Regions from separate parts of the Mus musculus genome. Here regions 1, 2, 3, 5 and 6 are each linked to region 4. A link is a contact called in public HiChIP or PLAC-seq and promoter capture Hi-C data. All regions are on one chromosome and are shown on one strand. Each heading gives the region's core, a stretch centred on a gene start, on an enhancer-like site or on the middle of the called end of the contact. The rest is flanking DNA. Distances are from core to core; before and after follow the strand shown. Region 1 overlaps Tcf12 (transcription factor 12). Region 2 holds the start of Pigb (phosphatidylinositol glycan anchor biosynthesis, class B). Region 3 holds the start of Polr2m (polymerase (RNA) II (DNA directed) polypeptide M). Region 4 holds the start of BC065403 (cDNA sequence BC065403). Region 5 holds the start of Cgnl1 (cingulin-like 1). Region 6 holds the start of Ccpg1 (cell cycle progression 1).

What was found. Promoter capture Hi-C pulls out the DNA fragments that hold promoters and counts their contacts. HiChIP or PLAC-seq counts read pairs in DNA pulled down with a chosen protein or histone mark.
Region 1: a contact with region 4 is called in an H3K27ac HiChIP or PLAC-seq map of T-cell acute lymphoblastic leukemia, with 6 times the contacts expected there. The contact joins the enhancer-like site here to the promoter of BC065403 in region 4. A contact is called at or near these places in 4 of 484 Hi-C or Micro-C datasets (pro-B cells, stem cell-derived neural stem cells, tail fibroblasts and 1 more), 5 of 115 datasets of contacts at active chromatin or transcription factors (the NIH/3T3 cell line, T-cell acute lymphoblastic leukemia, embryonic basal ganglia and 2 more) and 1 of 9 other capture datasets (embryonic stem cells).
Region 2: a promoter capture Hi-C map of erythroid cells shows a contact between it and region 4, with 12 times the contacts expected there. The contact joins the promoter of Pigb here to the promoter of BC065403 in region 4. A contact is called at or near these places in 2 of 39 promoter capture datasets (erythroid cells and liver).
Region 3: a contact with region 4 is called in a promoter capture Hi-C map of liver, with 10 times the contacts expected there. The contact joins the promoter of Polr2m here to the promoter of BC065403 in region 4. A contact is called at or near these places in 2 of 39 promoter capture datasets (hippocampal neurons and liver) and 1 of 115 datasets of contacts at active chromatin or transcription factors (bone marrow-derived macrophages).
Region 5: a contact with region 4 is called in an H3K4me3 HiChIP or PLAC-seq map of bone marrow-derived macrophages, with 8 times the contacts expected there. The contact joins the promoter of Cgnl1 here to the promoter of BC065403 in region 4. A contact is called at or near these places in 2 of 39 promoter capture datasets (cranial neural crest and frontonasal cranial neural crest), 1 of 15 datasets of contacts at CTCF or cohesin (the NIH/3T3 cell line), 4 of 115 datasets of contacts at active chromatin or transcription factors (bone marrow-derived macrophages, embryonic hindbrain, embryonic midbrain and 1 more) and 1 of 9 other capture datasets (embryonic stem cells).
Region 6: a contact with region 4 is called in a promoter capture Hi-C map of erythroid cells, with 19 times the contacts expected there. The contact joins the promoter of Ccpg1 here to the promoter of BC065403 in region 4. A contact is called at or near these places in 1 of 39 promoter capture datasets (erythroid cells) and 1 of 9 other capture datasets (pancreatic islet).

Annotation. Positions count from the first base shown.
Region 1 is chr9:71,872,942-71,875,940 of GRCm38.p6, forward strand. All of the region lies in intron 13 of Tcf12 (transcription factor 12), which reads right to left. Among named protein-coding and RNA genes, the nearest start is that of Cgnl1, 100 kb to the left of the region's middle. Within about 2 kb of position 1,485, at least 38 of the 459 cell types and tissues checked have an H3K27ac peak or open chromatin away from gene starts, as enhancers often do. A contact at or near this core is called in T-cell acute lymphoblastic leukemia, where this site is marked.
Region 2 is chr9:73,038,328-73,041,486 of GRCm38.p6, forward strand. Pigb (phosphatidylinositol glycan anchor biosynthesis, class B) reads right to left here and starts at 1,372. Exons shown (of 12, transcript NM_018889.3): 1 at 1,135-1,372; 2 at 296-431. The coding sequence starts at 1,264. It overlaps Pigbos1 (Pigb opposite strand 1), which reads left to right and starts at 1,391. Exons shown (of 2, transcript NM_001308425.1): 1 at 1,391-1,538.
Region 3 is chr9:71,484,658-71,487,849 of GRCm38.p6, forward strand. It overlaps Polr2m (polymerase (RNA) II (DNA directed) polypeptide M), which reads right to left and starts at 1,326. Exons shown (of 4, transcript NM_178602.3): 1 at 1,027-1,326. The coding sequence starts at 1,139.
Region 4 is chr9:72,408,293-72,411,193 of GRCm38.p6, forward strand. BC065403 (cDNA sequence BC065403) reads right to left here and starts at 1,575. Exons shown (of 2, transcript NR_152222.1): 1 at 1,378-1,575; 2 at 352-1,196. Gm27230 (a long non-coding RNA gene) reads left to right here. Exons shown (of 8, transcript XR_003948355.1): 6 at 996-1,038; 7 at 1,121-1,719; 8 at 2,425-2,603.
Region 5 is chr9:71,770,097-71,773,042 of GRCm38.p6, forward strand. Cgnl1 (cingulin-like 1) reads right to left here and starts at 1,506. Exons shown (of 19, transcript NM_026599.5): 1 at 1,413-1,506.
Region 6 is chr9:72,984,084-72,987,164 of GRCm38.p6, forward strand. It overlaps Ccpg1 (cell cycle progression 1), which reads left to right and starts at 1,421. Exons shown (of 9, transcript NM_001286544.1): 1 at 1,421-1,590. Ccpg1os (cell cycle progression 1, opposite strand) reads right to left here and starts at 1,293. Exons shown (of 2, transcript NM_001198789.1): 1 at 1,058-1,293. The coding sequence starts at 1,084.

The DNA.
Region 1 (2,999 bases), core at 235-2,734, 540 kb before region 4:
GCTCCAGTTATTTCTCTTACTTCAGGCCCCCAATAGTTTCTCTTTGTAACCTCACCCTAAACTCAAGCCTTCATGGGCCTCCATCTTACCCTACTGGAATCCTAATGTTACAGTTTACCACAACACAGCCAGTCACCCTCTCGGTAAATGACTAGAAGAGGAGGGCAGGCACTTTCTCCTATGCAGATCTGTACTGTGCTCTTCCCTTTATACTCACAAAAACCACTTTCCTCTTATTAAATTTCATTTCATGAAGCCTGTGCCCTAACTTGACCACAACTCAGTGTCAATTCTGTGGCTTTATTTTCATTGTATTTTCTCATCTCGACTGGAAACTTGCTCAAGTAAGGCGAGTATTTTACACTGGGCATGCTCATAGACGATGTACACAACATAATGTTTTGATTAAACTAACATAAACTTAGACTCAACTTTTAGTATGAGGTTCTGAGGACTGGTACAAGGTTCTAACATTACAGACATTCCCCACCTAAATTCCATATGAAGGTAAAGAAAGTCAAGGAATGTTCTGCTTGCCTGCCTCCCAAGCTCCCATACCGAACATATTCGCCTAACATAAATGTTGTGCCACTTCCGAACTGTAGCAGGCATAGCCATTTCCCTTTCACCTTGTTGCCAAAGTACTAAGTCTGTTCAAGGGCTGAAGGGTAGGCCTGTTCTGTCTGAATGGCACAGAATAATTCTATCCTAACTCTGAATAAATCCTAACACCTAAGATAAACATGTCAGTTCTATTGCAGATGCAGGCAACTGAGGCAGGCCCCGTGATGGCCAATGAAACATGAGGTTAAGTCTATAGGAGAGGTTTCTGGAAAAGATTTCTTAAAAGACAGGGTTAAAAAAAAAAGGTCTTTTCGTCTACTGGATACTGTTTGTGGTGTCTCAAAGCTGTCAGAAGGATCTGCTAGAAGACAAAGCAGGAACTCTGATATGCAGATTTCTAGCGATCCTGCTATGGGCTTCTTGACTTAAGAACAAATGCTCACAGGCCTTTAAGCCCAGCACCTGGGAGGCAGAGGCAGGCAGAGGTGAAGGTCATTTTGGTCTATATCACGACTTCCAGCCCAGTCATTAGTACAGTGTCTCAGAGGCTCCCTCATAAAAATACATAAAAATGCATGCTTCTTGTTTGGAAAGCTCTGGAGGAAGATAAGGTGTATTTATTCAAGAATGACAACCATGAAGCTGCCTGTGGGAATCTGTTGCCTGTGGGTCTATGCTCACAGATCCTGTGGTGAATCTGACTGTTGGTTGAACACAGGAAACAGGGCTAACTGGGGATAACCTACTCATTCCAGATAACAGATCAAGGCCATATAAGATACAAAGCAATCTCCACAGCAGGAGTGCTGGTTTGCTGTTTCCTTTTCTTTTGACTTTGAATGTTTATAATCTAGAGCTTTTCCTCTCACCCTGTCTCTGTTCTTTCATGGTGTGGGTGTTCTCGTAAACAACGGAAGTAGAGACAAGCACACTAGACAGAGAAGCAGGAGATGTGCCTTTATAAATACTCTAATTTGGTGTTTCAACAGCATCACGTGCAAAAGGTTCTCTAGGACTGCTGAATTCAAAGGAGGCTCACCACCATACAATCAGCAGTCTACATTTTGATTAGTTACCTGAGTTACAGGAAAGAGTATCATCAGCTAAGCCTCACCAATGGAGGAGGCCTCAGACTTGACGTAACCATTCTCAGTTTCACCCATGCCTTCTTAGAGGCTGAGCTCCCAGCTCCTCTCCCATGATTAGTAAGTACAGTAAAGGCAGACAAGTCATATAACAAAGTGTAAAAACGGGCTGTGGCAAAAATTATGCTGAGAATTTTGGTAAAACAGTGCCAAGATAGTGAGCAGGGCTAAGTTCCATCATTCTCTCTGTAACTTCAGCCCCGTTACACAACTCTAAGTCAATGGGTCTTTCATCATCTTGCCTATGTGGGCAACAGCTGCTTAGCATTTACTAGACAGCTGAAGCCATGATGTCTGAAAAAGTGGCACAGACTGCTACTAGCCTGAAGCAGCTGCTGCAGCTCAACATGTCCACCCTGGAATGTGGCTGACACAAAGCACAGGTGACAGCAAAAGCTGTGACTTTAAGAAGCCCAGCATAAGGCTGGATGTAACTGAGGCCAGACTGGGAACGCAGAGCTGCTGCTGAGGCTGACTGGTGAGGCAGGGATGTAGTGAGCCAGTTCACTTGTCCAGTAACACCTCTTTTTCAAAACATTTTTCTCCAGCAAGTCCAACCCCTCCAAAGTTGCTTAGAAAAATATGGGTAACGTTTTAAGATTATTGTTTGAAAGATATTTTCACATTATTTTACTTAATCCTAATAAATATTATCACTTATAATTATAGTATCTCAAAAAATTCATCCCATAGGATAGTTCTAGAACTTATCAAAATTAATGTTAAGAATCAGGAGAAAGGGCCGGGTGGTGGTGGTGCACGCCTTTAATCTTAGCACTTGGGAGGCAGAGGCAGGCAGATTTCTGAGTTCGAGGCCAGCCTGGCCTACAAATTGAGTTCCAGGACAGCCAGAGTCACACAGAGAAACCCTGTCTCAAACAAAACAAAACAAAACAAAAATCAGGAGAAAGGAAAACAAAGTGAACCACTTAAGCAGCCCCGCCAATGCTGCTCACCCAGCATTATCATCCCCTGGTAAGTTTTCATATAAAAAAGGTGAAAAGCCTAGTAGTCAAAGGCTTTTGTTTGTTTTTAGTCAGGGTTTATCAGTGTAGACCTGGCTGTCTTGGAACCAGGATTAGCCTCGAACTCAAGAGATCTGTCTGCCTCTGCCTGGGATTAAAGGCATGTGTCACCACCATCCAGCTACAATTGTTATTGGAAACCATCACATTATTTAAAAACCTAGGAAGATACACATAAATAATTCAATATTTCTTCAACGTATAGCAAAGTCAGAATATTTTCATAATTTAAATAGGATTTAATTGAAATTTTGTTGACTCAGAG
Region 2 (3,159 bases), core at 122-2,621, 630 kb after region 4:
TCTGTAGATCAGGCTGGCCTCAAACTCAGAAATCCACCTGCTTCTGCCTCCTAAATACTGGGTGGGATTAAAAAGTCATGTGATACCATGCCTATATTTTCTTTGTGTGTGTGTGTGTGTTTTTCTTCTCTGTCAAGTCTGTGTCAAAGGGAGACATACGGTAACTATCAGCACACAACAACAGCATACTTGGTTGAGCTGAAATTATTCAAAGAATTACTGAAAAGATATAATCATGAACTGAGCTCCTAAGATGAAGACACACTCAGAGTGGAAAAGAAACCATAAAGGATATCTGAAAACCATGCGGTGTGCAACTTCGAGGGACTGCCAGTATTCATCAGGAACAAAGCTTGTCTGCACTAAGAAGCAGTTAAGTATTCGCAGAGCGATGGTAAACAAGACCAGGTAAGTGTTTTCTCCAAGAAGACCTGGAAAGCAAATCAAAGCAGTAAGTGTGGCATAAAAGTGAGCGAGTTCCCCCCACCCCCCAATGCCACATGCCCGGTGCACTGGCTCCCTCTCTGTTAACACCTTCCACAGCACTCCACTGAGCTAGCTGAGGCACTAGCTCAGGGGTGGAACTCTTGTCTAGCTTGCTGAGGCCATGGAGTGTTTTCTATTCCCTAGCAATCTGTAGGGAATAGAAAACAACCCACGAACACCTCCCCCCACCGCAAAAAATAGATACAAACCCCACTAAAGAACACACAACGCACACACACACACAATTTGTTAACCACTGGTGAGTCTGAACCTGTTTTACTTGTGAGGATGCTAAGGTTCAGAAACTGCTTTGCCCAACACAAAAATACTGTTACTGACTAGGTAGTCGGTCGGCTGTTTCCAAAGTTTGCTTTTCCCAGTGTGCAGGCAGCCTGTATTTTCGCTTTAGTTACCAACAGTGGTGGTGCTTGGAGGTAGGGAAAGATTTTATGTGAAAATCTGTATGCCAGGTGTGATGATGTGACATCACCACACAGCACTGGGGAGACTGATGCAGGAGGATTGAGACACGTCTAAGCACAGTCAGCACAACACAGCGAAGAGACTGTGTTCAGCGAGCCTGAGCTCATTGCCACCACGCTGTGTAGTCCCAGGTGCCCCGAGCTCTGCCGTGAGCCCGGCACTCACCACGGCGCGGAGAGCGTTTCTCCTGCGCGCTCACGTACTGCCTGGACTTCCTCCTCCGCAGCTTCATTTCTCCCGAGCTGCCGTGGAGATTGCGGGAGGCCGGGTTATAGTCGGCGGCCTGGGACTCCATCCTCCCCGGCTACCTGCAGCCCACGGTGCCCGCCCCTCACTTTCTTGTAGGCGGACACATGCCACTAAGATTGGGCCCCGCGAGCCGCCGTCCCTTCGCTGCTCCGGCACTACCGCGGCAGGAAGTGCTGCCGGAAGCGGATGAGTCTCCGGGTGGGTCAGGAGCAAACCTCCCTGACCAGTGTTCAATGCTGGAAAAGACAAAAATAAAGATTCTGGATTCTTTACTCCGCCTGACACACCTCGCACAGCGCCCGCCGAGGAGGCGCTCGGAGGTAACAGAGCAGAGGGAGGCAGTGCATCGCTGAGGACCAGCTCCCGGGTGACCGCGGTGCTCATCCCTCACGCCACGTCCTCGCGTGGGAAGTTTCATCACGGTTCTTACAATAATAGGAAAAAGTTATAACTCAATGAATTTTTATTATCAATTTTTTACCACCCCAATGGATTTCTCTATCCCTAATTATCTATTTTCTAATCAACTTTTTATTTTCTGGAGTCGATCTCACTATGTAGATCAGACTGGCCTTGAACTCGGGAGAATTACCGTCTCTGCCTCATGAGTGCTGGGATTTAATGCCTAAGCCACCACACTCTGTCTCCTCTTATCTTTGTGACAGGGCCACAGTCTTATATAACCGTGGCTGGCCTGGAACTTGCTGTGTAGACCAGACTGGCCTCAAACTCCTGCCTCTGTCTTATGGATGTTGGGATCAAAAGCATGGGCCATCATGACCAGCAATCAAGGCATTTAAAAAATTAGTTGGTGGGGGCTGGAGAACTGGTTCAGGGCTTAAAAACACTGACTGCACTTGCAGAATACCCATATACTAGCCTGGTGTCTCCGAGGGTACCAGGCATGCGTGCTATTGCAGATACATACATGAAGACGAACACCCATACACATAAATTGTCTTTTGTGTGGTCAACTGTATAATCCAGGAGAAGACATGCTTTTCTTTCCTCGGCGAGCTTAAATTATGCCTGAGAACTATTTAGGGCAAGCTCCTTACAGTACAGGAAGGAGTTGCTGATTATTTTTGTGACCTGAGGCTTGGATTAAGGATCCATATCGGAGTCCAGAAAGTGTGTGGCTCCTTCCCTGTGCTCTCTTCATTCACAGCCTCTGACCCAGATGCTGAGGGGGTTGACACGGAAAGTGCTGTGTTGTTCATTTGTCACTTTCTACTGTTTTCAGTTGTTGGATCGAGAAGCAAAATCTTCTACACCCCCACCCCATTTTTCTCAAAGAAGGCATGCAAATGATTTGCGTTTGATTTCTCCTAAAATATCAAAAGAACTCAACATAATTTGCTTTTGCTTTTTTTGAGATAGGCTCTTACTATGTAGCCTTGGCTGGCTTGGAACTCAGCTCTTTAGACCAGACAGGCCTCAGACTCACATAGTCTCTGCCCACACCTGGTGCTGGAATTAAAATCCTGCACCACCACACCTGGCTCAGTGAAGTTTTACAGCCTCTTAAAAATCGCTTTTGTCATACAGCTTGCTTAAAAGAGTTACAGCTACTGCAGAAGGCATAGTGAGGTCACTTGTCCCCTCTCTCTATCATCCTTTAGAGGAAGCTTAAACAGAGACACTCACTTCTGAGTCCTTTCGGGCACCTCTTGGAGAAAAAGTATTAAACGACTTGAAAGCCGTCAGCCATCCCTTCCCCTCCTTTTGCCATTTTGAAAATTACCAGTTTAAACGCTCTGAGAAGACTTCCAGCAGCCATGTTAGTGGCGCACACCTGTCATCCTAACACTGGGGTGGTGAAGGCAGAATTGTAATCTAGAGCAGCCTGCCTATCATAAAGAACCAGAACAAACACTCAAATGCAAAATAACTCACAGGCAAATACACACAAAATAACTCACAGGCAAATACACACAAAAT
Region 3 (3,192 bases), core at 76-2,575, 920 kb before region 4:
ATAAAAATGTTCCAAGACCAGAAGGTTAATTCACTGCTAAAATTAACAACCCAATCTTGAAAAGTCAAAATACCTACCTGTTTCTAGTAGGAACCCCTCCTGCCAAATGGTCATTGGCTCCTTTCCCTCAGTGACAAAAATTCCCTTTCTGGTTCTTTTCCTTGGTTATATAACAAACAGGAGAAGGGGGCTAAACCTTGGGTCCTCTATTTTTCCTGATACATTTATTCCCACGTTTTCAACAGTATTAATGCCTCTCTGCAACTGAGTTCCTCTCGGTTTTTTTCAGCCTTCTCTCTCTTGTGCCTAATACTCATTCCTCTGGGTTTTAATCGGTTGGCTTTTAATTAACTAAATGCCTGCAATTACTCCCTCAACTGAATACGCCCAAAATAAAAAATTAACCTAAAATCCATCCCTCTCTCCCAATTTTCCCATTATTCTTTGTTGCTCCCCAGAAACTTCAACCACCTGTTAACTATTAATATATATTTGTCTCCAAATTATTACACCAGTTCCCCCAATCCCTCGATTGCCTTCATGGTCCATTTTTCCCTCCTTGCTGAAAAAAAAACCTCTCAGAAAATATCCTTTTGGCGTCTTCCTTCAATCCTGTTCCTAAACAAAGCTGCCTTTAGGCAATCAGCTATCATCTTCTCCCCACTACGCATGAACCAAACTTTCCAGCCCGCTCTCCAAATCTATGGTTGGGGAAAGAGTGGGGCTTCAGATAGAGAGAAGGAAATCCCACACGTTCCGATCAAGAGGCTTTGGTACCGGAGCTCGTTCAAAGCTGTAGTGCGAACATGAAATCGAGCAGGCGCGGCTGCCGAGTGAGGGCCGGGCAGCATGGAGCCATGCCCGCGCACAGGACAGGCCTGGCTCGGGAGGCCTGGCCACGCAAGGTCACCTTCGCGCGCCAGGCCGCGGGGCGGGGCGGGAGACCAAGTCCCCGGATCCCGATCCCTGAGAGCCTGTTCCCTGATCCCGATCCCCCGCAACCGCGACCCCAGGGCCACCGCTTACTCGTTGCGCAAAAGTCTCTCCTGGCGCCTCAACCTCTCCCGCAGCTCCGCCGAACTCTGCCGCCCCAAGTCCTCGGGAGCTGGGGGCTCGAAGCCGCGGGGCAGCGAGAACATTGCGCACGGGCTGCGGCTGGCGCGGCGGGCAGGGATCCCCGGCGGGGCCCACGGCGGGCGCTGGCTCCGCGGCCGGCGGCGACTCTGGAGCGCGAGCGGGAGTCGCCATTTTCCCGGAAGAGCACGGCTTCTCCGAGCCGAAGGGAGCTTTATTGAAATGCCGGAAACGGACAGGCCAGGACGAGGGGACGCCCGAGGAAGCGTGCAGGGGCGGAAGTTACATCACCGCCAAGGCGTCTGGGTTTGGCGGGCTTTCTCTGGATGGGCCTTTTGCTTTCCCGGCTTTTCGCCTGTGCACTGGGAAATATAGGACACTCAAGTCAAAGACTTACAAACTCACTTCTAATAAGTAAAATATGACGAAAGTAATAGAGCGTCGCATCTACGATTAAGCAATCAAAGTTTTGGACAAAAAATTTACAGGGATTCCTGAATGGACATTAATCACAGTTAAAATAAATAACGGGGTTATAATGATGGCTCAGTGGCTAAGAGGGCATACTGCTTTTGCAGTATGCCAGAGTTTGGGTACCAGTGCCCCTGTTGGGTAGCTTACAAATGCCTTTAGACTGCAGCTCCAGGGCACTTCACAAACTCTGGCTTCTCCAGACACCTGCGCACAAACACACACACATTAACATAATTTAGTCTTCAAAAAATAACAAGTGACCAATATAGCTAGCTATAATAAAATGCATATTAGAAACAATATAGTCAGGTATGGTCGTGCATGCCTTTAAGTCTGGCTGACTGAGTTCAAGGCCAGCCTGATCTACATAGTGAATTCGAGGTTGCAAAGTGACTCTGTCTCAAACAAAACAAGATTTGAATATTTGAGCAAGTCAGAATATCAGGAATTAGAAAGGTCGACCATGTCAACTGTTGGAAATAATGAAGAGCGACTGAGATTCCTACAGACTGCTAATGGGGGAGCAGAGGATGCAAAATAGTACAGCGTCTTTGGCAAGTAGTTGGACAGTTTCTGATTCGGGCTTTGCTGCCCTGCCCCTTTTTTATTGCTAGGCAGTATTGCATTGTGAGTTGTGTGTTTATGCTGAAGGATATTTGAGTTGTTTTCAGTTCTTAATGATCACAGATCAAGTCACTGTCAACATTTTTAATAGATGTTCATGTCAACATAAACTCTCATTTCTCTTAAGAGTGGGCTTATTAAGCCATATTAACAAAGGGAATAGAAAGGAAGAACGGCTCCACTCTTGACTTCCACGGCCTGAGAAATTCCTCTAATCTTTTAGGGATTTCAAACCAGGGTTTGTAACTTTGATGCTGAAAATATTCAGGACTAGGAGAATAGGAGTCTAATAAAAAATATTTTCATACAGGCCTAAGTATGAGTGTTCAGAGATATAAAAGTGCTCAAATGGAACATATACCCAGAGATGGGCATGGGCTTCTCAGGGAGAGTCACATTTCATTGTTTTTATAACACTTATACCTGATGGACTTCGAAACAATTATCTTTGAAGCATTGCTAAGAGATCTAAGAGACCACAGCATGTAGTTAGTTCTGGACAGTTAGGTTTCAGGAAGCCCATATATCAGATATGAACTCATTTTGGAAGATAGAAGAATTTTTGGTGATTAGATAAAAGCCAATATTCTTCAAGAACTTGTGAGGTGTTTTTACCATCCCCAGAAGGAGTCCTCCCTACAGCTGATCTTCCTACTTCTAATCCATGTGGTTTCTTCACTCCACACTTCTCTTGTGCTCTCTCACTATAACTTATCTCTTGCTATTTCCATTATTCTCTTCCCCTCTGCTGTATCCCTACCCCAATCATGTCCAATCTGCTTTTTCTCTCTGCTCTGGACCCTTCCGATGCCTCTGGATGGTTTCTCTTTCTTATTCCACAATGAAAAATCCCAAGCCTAATAACAGAGCAGTCATGTTGGCAGTTTCTTTACTGAGCTCCCTCACATACACTGACAAGATTATAACTGATAAGGTGAAAATATAGATCAGAGGGATGCAGGAAGGTAGAACACCTTCACTGTAAACACAGTTAACAGCCTTGTTTGAAATCCCAGAAAA
Region 4 (2,901 bases), core at 325-2,824:
TGTCCGGACCACCTGATCTCTCTCGGGCATTCGGGTAGCTTTGCTAAATGTGGACACTGTAGTGCTGTGCACGTTAGCTTTTAAAAGCAAATGTTTGATCCCTGGTATACTTTGATCACTTGGGTACACTCGGACAGATAGCAGTGTCCTGCTTAGTTTCCTTTCCCTGAACCTTAGAACCGGGAGGGTAGAGCATCGGGCTGGATCGGAGCGCCACCTACTGGTACAGGTGTTAAAGACTGTCAGCTACATTGTGGCGTCCTCAGTGGTCTCAGGCACACACATTTACATACACTCAGTCACGAAGCAACTCCCAGTTGAATTAAGTACTGCAGAATGTGCTACAGCTAATTCAGACTTCATTCCAGTTTTAATAAGATCTATTTTTTTTCCAAAAGAAACACAATAGTGGGGGGGAAAAAAAGAAAGAAAATACTCGGTACTCAGGATATGAATGAAATGGCATCTCCAGAGGGCCGATGGGAATCCTGGACTTGCTTACTGGCTGTTTTGCAAAACAGGTTTTTAAAAAGTTACTTTTCAAAAATCATACACGAAATGAGGAACCAAAACAGTCGGGTATTAGGATCCGTTTAGAAAGCCCTAAGAAGTGGCTTTATAAAGAAGACTAGCTGGTTGGTCTGTTTATTCCAGGACAGTCATCCTTCTGTAAGATCTCCCCGCAGAACTAGCCACGTTTATGCCACAAACACCCGAGTAGGTGTGAATGCTCGGTGCAGATAGCAGAGTAATACTAGCAATCCTTAATCCCTAAAAGGATGTCATTTTTCAGTTTATTAAATATTTTCTCAACCCTTATCAATCTTAACTTTTCCAATCTTAGAAAACAATTTGTTTTGTGAGTAGATATAAATAAAACATACAGAAGTTGCTCTCTAAATCGAGAGAAAACTTTTCTTTGCGCACACTGGGGCCCGATGTGGATAACAGGATCATTAGCGACCAAACAGATGATGCCTCTTTCTCTCTAACAGAGACTCGCTCAGCGGCAGAGAGCCCTTCAATTCCAGCAGAGAGGTGAGCTCAGAACTTGTCACTGGTTTCTGCTTGTACTTAATCTTCCTGTTTATTCTTGCTTCATTAAAGTCAATCTCCACAGGGCAGACTGTCATCCGAGCTCGGCCCATCCTGCTGTCTGCGCTCTCCAGAGAGCGTGCTTGATCCTGATAAACAGACTGCGAGCCAGGCATGTGACTGAACGTGACTGAACTTCTTAAGGGAAATAGAAGACATAAAGGCGCCCCTCCCACACCCTCACAGCAGAATTTGTCAGGCAGGGCCATCCTCTCAATGGGGATGATGCTTTTCCAAAAGCCTGCCTTTCAGACTGTCTGAAGTGAGATAGAGGGTACTTACTGTTATCGTTGTGTGGCACGAGGCCCTTCAGGTTGCCTTAGCTGATGTCATTCATCTGCCAGGCCCCTCTCTTGGGATTCAGTATCATCTAGAAGCTGTCTCCTGAATGATGTGCTACCCCGCTAGGAACTGCAGACAAAGATACTGTCTGTGTTAGTTACTTCCTCATAGCTCTGACCACACGTCAGACTATCCCAGCATCCTCAAGATTTCAACATGAGAAAGCAAGAAAGGTCTTGAAGTCTGGACCCTTCCAGTAACTACTAGAAGTCCTATTGGAGGATTTACTACCCCACCCAAAGGGCTACTCTGGGCTTCCGGCCACCGTTCAGTTTCTCAGTGGTAAGAGCATTAGTGAAGTGGATTGACAGCTCAGCAGAGAAAAAGCTGCCCCAGCCGCTGTGGGGTTGGGGTGGGGTTGCAGCCTCTGCAGAGCCTCCCACGCTCAAAAGCTCAGCTCTCTACTCCATCTCTGGGCAGTGGCTTTTCCCTTGTACCTCTTACTTTGATCCTGTTTCTTGGCTTTTCTTAGGATGTATTATTTAGCACTTTATTCTTTTCCATCTTAAAATTGAATTGTTAAGTTAGGGGCTAGAACCAAGAGTTTGTGGAAATGGTTATGCAGTTCCTTCTATTAGGGGACTAGGGGAGTGTACTGAGTGAAGTTTCTCTTCTGGGTGCTGCTGGGAGACGAAGACTTCTGAGAGGTGAGGTATCAGGCCTTTCTTTGAGCATTGACAAAGAGGACATGTTGAGGTCCCCAAAGGAAGAACCCTCAAGGGAGCGGCCAGAGAGAGTTCAGGTGGGGGAAGTCGCAGGTCAGTTGAGGGACTTGGTTGATTTTTATGGCAACAGTGGCATCTGAACTCAGTCATGAAGGGTTTGGTTGCTCTGTGACATGGATACTTTGATTTTATCATTGTCAAGAGCTGAGAATACCACTTTTCATAAACATATATAGCACAAAATGTTAGGAGTGTCATTAGAGTCATTTCAGAAGTTGTTGAAGCTAAAATTTCTTTATTGGTTTCTTTTATGAAATTCAAGCCGGTAGTCAATAACAACTGGATTCAAGATCAAGCATTCCAACACAATTCAATCCAACAATATGCTAATTTGATGCTCACATAGTAAAGAATGATGAAACGAGAGAGCTGGCGAGATGGCTCAGCCGGTTAGAGCACTGACTGCTCTTCCAAAGGTCCTGAGTTCAAATCCCACCAACCACATGGTGGCTCACAACCACCTGTAAAGAGATCTGACGCCCTCTTCTGGTGTGTCTGAAGACAGCTACAGTGTACTTATGTATAATAACAAATAAATCTTTGGACTGGAGCGAGCGGAGCCAACCAGACTGAGCAGAGGTCCTAAATTCAATTCCCAACAACCACATGAAGGCTCACAACCATCTGTACAGCTACAGTGCACTCACATACATAAAATAAATAAATCTTAAAAAAAGAATGATTGGACAAAAATATTAAATGTCTTTGTTTTATATAATCTGTATATGTCTCTATATAT
Region 5 (2,946 bases), core at 256-2,755, 640 kb before region 4:
AACCACCGGATTCAAACAGATGTTCAGCCTTCCCATTGTCCTATCAATCTTAGGTCACCTGACAGGCGATTGAGCTGAGCTCTGCCTTGGTACTGGAAACGCTAACCCCCTAACTCAGGTGTTATTTATTCTATCAAGGAACATACACATGGCTGCTCCTGAGGACGCGAGCACACATCAAAAATAACTAACTCACAAATGAAACCCTTCAGGGTCTCTCCACTCCCAGGAAAATCCCCACGTTTATGTAACACAAGTGCTTTTGTGTCTGTACACACGTGCCTGTGTAAGGAGGAGGTCTACAAAAGCTCACCAAATCCTAAGTGTTCTCTTCATCTGAGACACTTTTCCGAATCACTTGGTTTTCCCTGACAGGACTATATAACCTTGACTCTGGCAATGACTTCAGAATTTAATGCCCACACTCCAACCTCCTAAATAGAAAGTGCCCCCGGAAATATTTACTGTAAATAGAATTAGGAACAAAGAGAACTTTTATTTTTTAAATGGCACCACCTGCGGTCTAAGGTTAGCAGGCTGCGTCCACAGGCTCCCCTGGTGGAGAGGTGGGTCAGGAGCCTGAGCGCTCTGCTCTTCCAAACTTGGCTGCACCCAGAACCACCCGGGGTCGCTTTTTAAAAGTTCCCACCGCCGACTACCCCCAGACCCCTGGAGTAGAGATGTACCCAGGGTGGGGGTGGGGGGCGCGAGGAAGGTGAGAATCTTTTCATTGGTTTTGATTTAAATCTCACCAGGTGTGTAGCCCACTCTGCAAGCCAAGTCCTCTTTAAAAGAACTCCTACAGTATTTTGAGCAGGGTACTCGGCGTTGGAAGGGTTCTTGGGGTAAAAGGGCACGCACACAGTAAATATACAAAGTTCTTAAAAAAAAAAAAAAAAGTCTCTGTAAGTCCAACACCACAGCCAGGCACCTACCTTGAAGCCAAACGGTGATGCAACTTGGAAAAGTCCCTCAGAAAGCGAAAAAAGTGCTCTCGTGGTTTAAGGGCTTTCGGGGTGACCTGCCTGGACAGTGCAGTGGCACGCGGGGCCAGGACAGCGGAGCGGCCACCAGCCTGTTCTAAGGAATGGCTTAAAGAGCACTGAGATCAAACACTGCAGGGAAGGGTTGGGAGTGCGGTGCTCCGTGGGGCTCGCCCGCAGCTGTCACTAGAGCCCTGTACAGGCTCGCCACCAACTGTCCGACTCGTCTGCAGTACTGGGCTCAGCGTAGGAGGCAGGAGCGCACCTCCAGCCCCGGGACTGCAGCCGCGGCGCCCGGATCCCACGACCGACGCTGAGGCTGAGCACTGCGCAAAGCTGCAGGAGCTCGAGCCTGTCGAGTTCCCGGGCACCGTCTGGGCTCCGGGGTCCCGCGCACACCCTCCGGGCTCCCGCTCGGAGCTCACTTACCGCCTCTGCCTCCAGGGTCCCGCTCCGGCAGCTGCCCGCAGAGCCGGGCCGGAGAGCAGCGGCCGCCGCGTCGCCAGGAGGCCGCGCCAGCCCCGCCCCGCCCTGCAGTCGCCCGCCCTCCCGGGAGGAGGAGCAGGCGGGTCTGCGTCCGGACCCTCCCAGCGACCCAGGACCCGGCGGACCGAGGACTGCGGCCCCTCGCGGACAGTCCCGGGCGATCCCTGAAACCCTGCCCCATCTGCGCCCTGAGACCTCCCTGCGCCCATACCAGCACCCCGTTCCCACCCGCAGCCACTCTCTTCTCTCTCTCAGCACCCCCTTACAACCCCTCCTCCAGGAAACTTTCCCTATTCCGCAATCCCACCCCAGATCTCAGTTTCCCCCCATTCTTCCACTCAGCCTTGTTCTGTCACCTAGAAGCAAATCACAAAAGGCACGAAGTGACAAAGTGACGTCTATAAGCTAAAGCTGGGCCTAGCTCTGAGGTCACCTGGCTCCTGGTAGCAGCACAGACATTAGAGACAAACTCTCAGGCCCTAGTTTAGTTAGTTTTCCAGGGAAGGTGGCATTACATTGCCAACTGGGAAGGCCAGGGTGTCATTTCCAAGTTCAGTTTCCTCCATTGTAAAGTGAGCGAGGCACTCACTCAACGGCTTGTTATTCCTGAAGAAAGGACTGCAGAAATGGCATGTGTCTTACAGTATTTTAATAAGTAAATGTTTACTGACAAACATGTTGAATAAAATCAACACTCAAAAATTCAGTCACTCAAAACAGTAACGTGAAAAGATTTCAAAAAGTAATAGTGATTATTTTGTAGGAAAACTGCAACAGCAATAGAAGAAAAGTTGCACAGTGATGAAACGTGCTTGTATTTATTTACAGAGCTGGAGAAATGGCTCAGAAGTTAAGATCTGTTTCTGTTCTATAAGATCTGGTTCAATTCCCAGCACCATCAAGACAGCTCCCAAAACCTTTGTTAACTTCAGTGCCAGGAGGATCTAGTGCCATCTTCTGGCCTCCTCGGGTACTGCATATATGTGGCGCACAGGTATACATGCAGGCAAAACTTGAAAAAAAAATATTTTCAAGTGATCTTTAAAAAGAAGACAAAGGAGGAAGCTATTCTCCCTGGACCCCTTTGGAAACAGTGGGTCTACCAGGCATGCTCCACGCCTAGTCAGCCGAGTATAGTTATGAATGCAACCTTTGTCCCTCCTCCCAACAAAAAGAAAGTAGTAAGCCTACTTAAAACATTGCACGTTTTTGTGAAACTTGATTGCTTAGTTCTCAAGTCTGGGCTTTGTAGATGATAAAACTGCATGAACAGTGTTCTCAACGGGACTGCTTGCCAGTGCAAAGACATCTGGGTTTTGGGTATATCTGGAATTAGGCAAACTGTAAGGGAGGCTGTGCTGGACGATAGAAAGGGTGTCATATAACACAGGCGCAGACACATGTTAACCATGCCTTAGACACCTCAAAATGCCTGCAGTGGAACCTGCACCTAAATGGCTCTGAACACCGGGATTGG
Region 6 (3,081 bases), core at 171-2,670, 580 kb after region 4:
CGACTGAACCATTGTTGGGAATTGGGCTGGGGACTGTAAGTCATCAATAAATTCTTTTACTATATAGAGACTATCCATAGGTTCTGTGACTCTAGAGAACCCTGACTAACACAATCACCTTCAGGTCTAGATTTAATGATTTTAAAAAGTCACTTCAATAATCCAAGTCACCAGGTGTCTTATCTACACCAAGTCATGGGGGACCGTGCTATCTCGTCTACAGCTCATAAGTAATCAAAGTAAGTACCACTTTACAAACCCACTCACTGTAAAGCCAGCTTTGTTATTTAAATTTTCGCCTGTTCACCAAGTTGGAAGAGCAGAGTGTAGTAGCATAGGCCTGTAATCCTAACACTTGGGAAATAAAGGCAAGGGGTTCTGGAATTCAGTGCCAGCTACACAAAGAATTTAAAGTCAGCCCGAGTTACTCTGAGAAGCTCTGTCTCAAAAAAAACCCACCACCCAGAACTCCCCTCTCACCCAAACAAAAACGAGGGGTTAGGGATCTACCTCCTTTGTAGAGGGCTTTCTTAGCTTGTGTGAGGCTTGAGGTTCAATCCCTAGTTACAGCAACACAAATATCAGATCTAAATGTGAACTAGCTTTTGCCCAACATCAGCTTGTTGAATGGTTTCCTTTACTGTTTACTCACTAGACAGGTAGGGGACAGAGGAACGGTAACTTCCCTCTGGGGTGAGTGCACTCCTATTCACCCTCTTCCATCCTTTTAGACTAGGCATACTCTAAGTGACAAAAACATGAAGGTTCTAGGGCTGGGAGGTGTAGTTCAGTAGAACAGAGATTACCTACCATGCACAAGTCCCTGAGTTCGATCCCCACGACTGCAAATAGATAATGCAAAACAAAAACCATCCTGGACAAAAGATCATTTGTAGTGAGGTGCCTCCTATACACCTTCAGAGTAATTACTTTGTGGATCGTGCATTTAAACTTGTAAATATAACAGCTTGGTGACTAGTGAGTGGGAGTAGATGGTGCCTCAAACACTATTATGAATTCGACTTTCAAAAGCATCTAGCTCTCTGCCCAAACCCACCAAGTCGCAGTCTGTCTCTCTCGCCATCTTAATCTCTTCGGCAAAAGCAACTCTTTCCTGATAGCGAGAAGTCTGGCGAAGGCGTAGGGCCCAGTCTTCTTACAGAACCGACGGAAAGCAACAGCAAGACGATCGGAGTCCCGTAAACTACAATTTCTGGGGAGGAAGACGGTGGGTGGAAACCCTCCGTCTTCCAGTGTGGCAGCCCGTCTCCGTGGCAACCGGCTGCAGGCGTGGGAGCCCGGATGTTGTGGAGATCCGCAGTCGCTCCGCCCAGCTTCCGGTAGCCTCAGGGGTGCGGGCCGTACGCATCTTCGGGAGTCGTAGTTCTTTTTGCTCGCCGCGAGCTGGCAGGAGACGTAGGAGGAACTTCAAGTCCCAGCATGCCTTGCTGCGCCGCGCCTGCCACCGCTTCCCCGCTGCGGACGCCTGCGAGCAGGTTGTTGTTTTTATGAGGCGTCACTGGCGTCTGGAGCGCGGACGCCGCCACGGTGACAGCTGGCGCGGTCGGGCGGAAGAGGCGCTGTCTTCGGGTAAGACCCTGGGGCGCAGGTCGGGCTGATGGGGCGGCCGCGGGCTGCAACTCGTACCTTCGGGCGCAGCGCCGGGAGGCTTTCTCCTGGTGGATGCCTTGGTCCTCGGGCGACCTCGGGCGGAGGGCGCGACCTGGCAGGTGTTAGGCGCGGGCTCGCAGGCTGCAGCCCCGCGAGCTCGGAGCTGGGCGCCCCGGGATTCAGGTGCAGCTGCATCCGTATGCTGAGATGCCGCGTGCGTCACTCTGAGCCGGCTCGGAGGTCCCAGGTGTCAGGAATAGAAAAGTGTGCACCCCAGAAGTATACTCCTATTCAGCCCCGAAGCCTGTTCTCCGCCCGTTCTTCACGCTTCCCCTCCGGGTCCTTACCAGCGTTTGTTAGGCTGACGGCTTGTCCTAAGTAGCAGCTGCGCGTGTGTCGTTTGTGTTTACCTCTCATTTATCCCAACTCTGCCAGGGGCAGCGCCCGAGTTCTAGACCGCAACCAGCTGGGGTGTTTTCCTTAAGGGTGAACCATCATGCACTGCCCTCTCCCACTTTTGCTTTATTGGCTGTATGGGGCTGCTTGTCCCTAGAAAGGGCAACCAGTTGGTTATTCTCAGTTAGGGGTGCTATGAGACCTTTCCAGCAAGGTCACATAATGTTTGAAATGTCAGCACTAACTATCTTAAAGACCCAATATTTTTTCTTTCGCCTTTTTTTTTTTTTTTTGGAGTGGGTGGATTGGGTTTTTTTGGTTTGTTTGTTTTTGTTTTTTGAGGTAGGGTTTCTCTGTGTATCTCCACCTATCCTAAAACTTGCACTGTAGTCCAAGCTGACCTCCAACTCAGAAATCCGTTTGCCTCTGCCTTCTGAGTCCACCGACTAACTTTAAGATCCCAATCTTAATAGGTCTTAGATTTCTCAGGGGATATTTATCATGTATAACTGGTGTGAGTAGTTTGCTATTCTGACAAGCTCAAGTCACAGGGGAACTGAGAAGGTTGTTAAGGGTGAGTTAATGCTTTTGGCTTTTTTTTCTTGCTGTGTATCTCTGGCTGTCCTGATACTAATATATCCCAGGCTAGACCTGGGAGTTCTCTTGCCTAAGCGTCCTAGGCACTGTGATCGTAGTTGGGTACCATGGAGCCTGCTGTAAATGCTGTTTTAACCCTGTTACACCAAAGTTGAAATTCCAGTTAAAGGTGGTACCCCAGATATTTAGAAACTGAAGCAGGGGAATGGCAAGTTTGAGACCACTTGAGCAATATAGTGGAGAGCATATTTCTGTATAAAAAGACCGGAGAATGTAGTTCTTTGGTACAGTACTTGCTTAATGTATGTGAGGCCCTGAGTTTAAGCCCCAGGATGATCAGAACAACTCCTAGAACCAGTTTTGTACTGTAAGCCAAAGAATAGACTGTTGTGTTTCCATTGGAGTTTTAAGGATATTTAGTTATGAAGGTGATTGTCTAGGATGTGAAACTAAACTGACCTCTTTACGCTTTACTGT